2 separate regions of the Mus musculus genome follow, and region 2 is linked to region 1. The links are chromatin contacts, called in public promoter capture Hi-C maps. All regions are on one chromosome and are shown on one strand. Each heading gives the region's core, a stretch centred on a gene start, on an enhancer-like site or on the middle of the called end of the contact. The rest is flanking DNA. Distances are from core to core; before and after follow the strand shown. Region 1 holds the start of Angpt1 (angiopoietin 1). Region 2 has its middle 230 kb from the start of Abra.

Region 1 (2,700 bases), core at 18-2,517:
CGCTGCCTAAGAGCAACCTTTCCTATGACTCTTATATGTAATGTGGCAAGTCTCTTGCAGGGTCAGAGAACTTTGCTCCTATGTTTGGCATAATGTATCAATCTGCCCAGAAGCCTGTTATTTGGTGTGGAAAGGACCAACGAATCTCATCACTGTTTGTTTACTGTAAGCAAACCACCTCCTCTCTGGAGTCAGTTTTGACCTCTGCTTTCCTTCCTAAAGATGCATCTGTAGCCACCACTGCCCTTACCCACTGCTCTGCCCCCATTCCAGGACTCAAGAGTCATGCTGTGGCTTCTGTTTGTATACATGCCTGAGAGCAGAGGCTCTTTCACTTCCAAAGCCCACGAAGTTCCTAATGAAAATCCTGCATGTACACACATCCAGTATCCTGATTCCACCCTAAATTCTGTAATCATCTCCTGGTCTTTGCACTTGACTGTACCTTTATTCAAATATTTATATTCTGTACTTAGGAAAGCACCTTCGGATCATATGGCTTTCTTTCTTAATAAAAATCGCAGAGGTTTCGCTTGTGTAAGCCATTGGCACACCTGATACACGCTTGTTCTCAGATGGTTTGACTCTGTAGCCACAAAGGATGTGTGTGGAATTTCCATACCAGTGTTAAAGGCAGCCATAGCAATGCCAGAGGTTCTTGTGAAATATATGATTAGCATGTACCACAGGAATTAATAATTCTCAGGCCACTGTCTTAAACTGTAACCACATTGTTGTTGTAGGGAAGTTGCTCAATTTATACTCAGAGAATGTGAACAGCTGCGTTCTGACCAAGAAACCAGCGTCATTTAAAATCCATATCCCAAAAGGTGCTTTCAAAATACTACTTAGTATGCACATGATATGTTGCTTTGAGTGACAAATTATGGTAATTTCCTTGATAATTTGATCCTTTGATTCTTTTATTCTCCTTAAAGCCTATGTAAATACAAAGGGGAGAATGCCATTTCTAAAAATAGTTTTTAAATGTCTTTTCTGGAGTAATTTTTTAAATTTAATAATTTTATACAATTATAAAAAAATCCATTGGAGATTGTGCCAAATTAGGGTTCCTCAATTAAACAATAACTTTGAAAACATACTTCTAGCTTGCTTAGATGTTAGTAGGTCAGCAAGCACACCCGAACCTATTAAGGTGGACTGCTCTGTTTATTGATTTTCCGTGCATCTGCTAAGGACTCAAGGCAATTGTCTGCGGAAGGGGGCGGGAGGCCCATACATGATCGAGGTCATGCGCATCTAGCCAATTTGTAAGCCGATCCGCCGCCCAAAGCCATCAGCAATCCTTAGCATAGGGGCACACTCATGCATTCCTGTCAAGTCATCTTGTGAAGGCTGCCTGCTTCCAGCTTGGCTTGGATGTGCAACCTTAATAAAACTCACTGAGGTCTGGGAGAAAATAGCAGATCTGCTGCAGATAGGGTAGAGGAAAGGGGCTAGAATATGTACTCGCAGCTGACGCGGGCAGGCTCCACGCTGAACGGTTACACAGAGAGGAAACAATAAATCTAAGCTACTATTGCAATAAATATCTCAAGTTTTAACGAAGGAAACTATCATTACAGTTAAAATTTTTTAAAGTAACGCTTTTTTAGAACAAAGCTAACAAATGGCTAGTTTTCTGTGGATCTTCTTCAAACGCTTTCTTTAACGGGGAAAGAGTCAAACAAGCAGTTTTACCTGAAATAAAGAACTAGTTTAAAGGTCAGAAGAGAAGAGCAAGCTTTGCAGGAGGCACGGAAGGCAAGCGCTGGCAGTACAATGACAGTTTTCCTTTCCTTTGCATTCTTCGCTGCCATTCTGACTCACATAGGGTGCAGCAACCAGCGCCGAAATCCAGAAAACGGAGGGAGAAGATATAACCGGATTCAACATGGGCAATGTGCCTACACTTTCATTCTTCCAGAACACGACGGGAACTGCCGTGAGAGTGCGACAGAGCAGTACAACACCAACGCTCTGCAAAGGGATGCTCCACACGTGGAGCCGGATTTCTCTTCCCAGAAACTTCAGCATCTGGAGCATGTGATGGAAAATTATACTCAGTGGCTGCAAAAAGTAAGTGATCGCTTTCGGTTTCTAATTGCTCTGAGCTTTTCCCTTCCCTCTCTGCAGGGAGCTCAGAGTTCCGTAGGGGGCATTTGTGTTTACCTTTTGCTCCGGGGGGCAGTGTTTGCAAAAGAAAAAAGGCTCCCTCTCTGGACTCAACTTCCTGGGTAAGCCAAGGGTCCTGGGCTTGTGGGAACCTCTGATCCTGTAGCTTCCTAAATGTGCGTCTAACATTAGCAAATTTTATGCCAACCCTGTTGTTTTTTAAAGTTTATCTTAGGCATTTTGACTGTCAAAGCCCAACTTTGAAAAAGTAAGCGCGCACTTCTTGGACAAGGTGGTGTAAAAGGAAATCATAATGGTGATATTAACAGAGGTTCAAATGGAATGTACAGCAAGGAGTTTTGTGAGTTGCCATGGGAAATCTTCATAAAATGCTTACCCCCACCAACTTTTAATAAAAGTATGCAATGAGAATAAGTATAAAGTACCCATATTGTCTTCGTTTAGAAAGATTGTATTTGTAAGTTAAAGGAACTTAACTTCACAAGTGGTATATGAGGACTGACATCTGAAATGAAAAAAAAAAAATAGCTTCTGATGGGAAAATTGTAAGAAAGGGGTTTTGCT
Region 2 (2,700 bases), core at 74-2,573, 570 kb after region 1:
ACAGTGAAAACAAGCCAACCTCCCAAACTGAGCATGCAATAATTGCCTGGTAAAAAGAGAAGAGGATCAGATTCTAAAATATGTAAGGAAAGATAAGCTTCCAGTGGAAATCAATAAAAATCTTATACCTTAAAAAAGGGGAAGCATCTGATATTTAAAAGATCAAATACTGGAAGTTTAAAAACAGGTCCAGGGAAAAGAAACACTCATGAGCTACACTGAACAATATGTTTGACACAACCAGAAAATAGAAACTAGACAGTAAGAGCTGAAGGGTTTCTGACACTTGGTTATAAGGAAAAGGTCACAGGCCATGGAAGATAGAAATCAAATGATAAGCTCAAACATAATAATAATTCTTAGAAACAGCACCAAGAGAATGAAAAGGAGATATTAGAAGGTTAAAAATTAAATTGAGGTCGCTGGAGAGATGGATCAGCAGTTAAGAGCACTGACTACTCTTCCAGAGATCTTGAGTTCGATTCCCAGCAACCACATGGTAGCTTACAACCACCTGTAATAGGATCTGATGCCATCTTCTTGTGTGTCTGAAGACAGCGACAATGTACTCATACATAAAATAAATAAACAATTCTTTAAAAAAAATAAACTGAGCATTGCATTAGTCCCTCCTATGGAGAGAATCTAGAGACAGAGTATACACAGTATACAGTGAACAGATAAAGCAAAACATGGCAATCTTCGCTTGACTTGATTGAGTAAGGCTGAGAACACTTATAAATCTCTGGGTGTGTCTGTGATGGAACATCCAGAGAGTATCATATTGTGAAGGTTCTAATACAGTGACTGTTTTAGTCCACGATGAAGTCATACTATGATAGTATTGTTAGGAAATGGTGAAAGGCCAGTGAGACCTGGCCAGAGGAAGTGTTCACTGACAATCTCACCCTTGCCACTTCTGGATCCTCTTGTTTTTTTCTTGACCTACCAAGAAATCCTTACATCATTTTTGTTTGACATTTTTTTCATTAATTAATTAATATATTTACATCCCAAATGCTGCTCCCCTTCCCTGTTCCTTCCTTATAGAGTCCCTTGCCCCACAACAACCTCGCCCCTTTCTCCTCTGACAGGGTGCCTCCTCCCCTGTATACCTCCCCATTCTGGCACATCAAGTCTCAACCTGATAAGGCATCCTCTCCAACTAGGTAAAGGAAGCCTAACACATGCATGCACAAATTTAGAAAGTCAAAGATAACTTTTCTAAAAACATCACAAGAAGAAAAACAGCTCATTTAGGGGAGGTGATACAGTTTGAAAGCATGTTCTCAACTGCTTCTTTGGAAGCCAAGAGTCCTAAGGAACTGAAACTTTTGTTATTTGGGGATGGGAGATGGCTCAGTGGGTAAGGATGTTTGCTGTGCAAGCTTGAAGACCCGAATTTAAGTCTCTAGCGCATAAAAGCTGGGCATGGTCAGACGTGATTACTGCATTGGTGAGGCAGAGTATAGTGGGCTCTAGAAGCTTAGGAGCTTTTGCTTCAGCAAGAACCTCAGGTACAGATAGAGAGAGAGGGGGGGGGAGGCAGGCTATGGGTGACAGAGAAAGTCACATAATGTCATTTGGTGACTCCTACATGCATGCACACTAGAGCACGTGCACCTTCCCAAACCCAGGTACATCATAAATGCAAAGAACTGTTTAAAATTTCATTTTTTAAGGACTTCATCAAATGATATACTACCAAAGTTTACCACATATGGGCTGTCATTATACCTTCTAAAATGAAAGAGGTTTCTATCAAGTTCTGCATACAACCAGAATTGTTGGTGAAGTGACCTGATTAAATGTGCATATTACACAAAAGTGATGAAAATAATAATAAAATGAACGTCTAGATTCACAAAATAAAACCACCAGCTAAGCCTTACAATAAACTACACAGTGTCTCTTGGCTGCAAGATGCTAATTAAATATCAGTAAAATTAACCCAAAATTTCTGTTCTTCAGTATTAATGGCCACCTTTCTGTTCTTCCATTAATGGCCAACTTTCTGTTTTTCCATTATTAGTAGCAACAGAGATAAAGGCATAAAAAAATAGATATAGACATGCCTGTCATCACCCAAAGTTGTACAACCTTGTGTTGAACAACTTATAATTGTTCTTTGAAGGGGATGAGTTGAAGGCAAGTTACTTATGTTCCTGTATTCTTTAGAAGACTCATTAGGAGCCTGGCTACCTCTAGATTTTTAAATTACTAAATATGACTGATGAGATTATGTAACCTTTAAGATTAGAATGGCAAAGGGGGAGAATTCAAACAAAGGAATATAATTCAACCGGGAAAACAAATCAAAGAGGAGCATGAATCACAAGAAACAATTCCAAGTACATCTGTAACCATAGCAAAGATGTAAATGAATCTGGAAGTAATGAATAAAAATTATTGTCCTTTTATATTAAGTCATTTTGTAAAATAAAAGGGTAATCAAATTTAAGCATACATTCAATAATAATTTTTATAAACAAAATTTTTAAATATATTAAAAATACAAAGGTTTGAGTAAAGCTATGAACAACCAAATATTTTCTGAGCAGGAATATTAACAGACAAGTTTTGGACTGTGAATTATTTAAGGCTGAGGAGCAAAGCATGCCAGAAGCTTGTGGTTTAAAATAGCAGCATCTGTGTTGCTCCAGCTCTCTGGTTGGAGCAGGGCTCAGTGGGGACAGCTCC

Evidence for each region. Promoter capture Hi-C pulls out the DNA fragments that hold promoters and counts their contacts.
Region 2: a contact with region 1 is called in a promoter capture Hi-C map of pre-B cells, with 6 times the contacts expected there. The contact joins the enhancer-like site here to the promoter of Angpt1 in region 1. A contact is called at or near these places in 18 of 39 promoter capture datasets (the 3T3-L1 cell line, 3T3-L1-derived adipocytes, the C10 cell line and 13 more), 3 of 15 datasets of contacts at CTCF or cohesin (the NIH/3T3 cell line, large pre-B cells and pro-B cells) and 9 of 115 datasets of contacts at active chromatin or transcription factors (DN3 thymocytes, the SCID.adh cell line, acute myeloid leukemia and 6 more).

The regions. Positions count from the first base shown.
Region 1 is chr15:42,675,544-42,678,243 of GRCm38.p6, reverse strand. Angpt1 (angiopoietin 1) reads left to right here and starts at 1,267. Exons shown (of 9, transcript NM_009640.4): 1 at 1,267-2,079. The coding sequence starts at 1,783.
Region 2 is chr15:42,100,969-42,103,668 of GRCm38.p6, reverse strand. No RefSeq gene overlaps it. Among named protein-coding and RNA genes, the nearest start is that of Abra, 230 kb to the right of the region's middle. Within about 2 kb of position 1,323, at least 6 of the 459 cell types and tissues checked have an H3K27ac peak or open chromatin away from gene starts, as enhancers often do. A contact at or near this core is called in the SCID.adh cell line and pre-B cells, where this site is marked.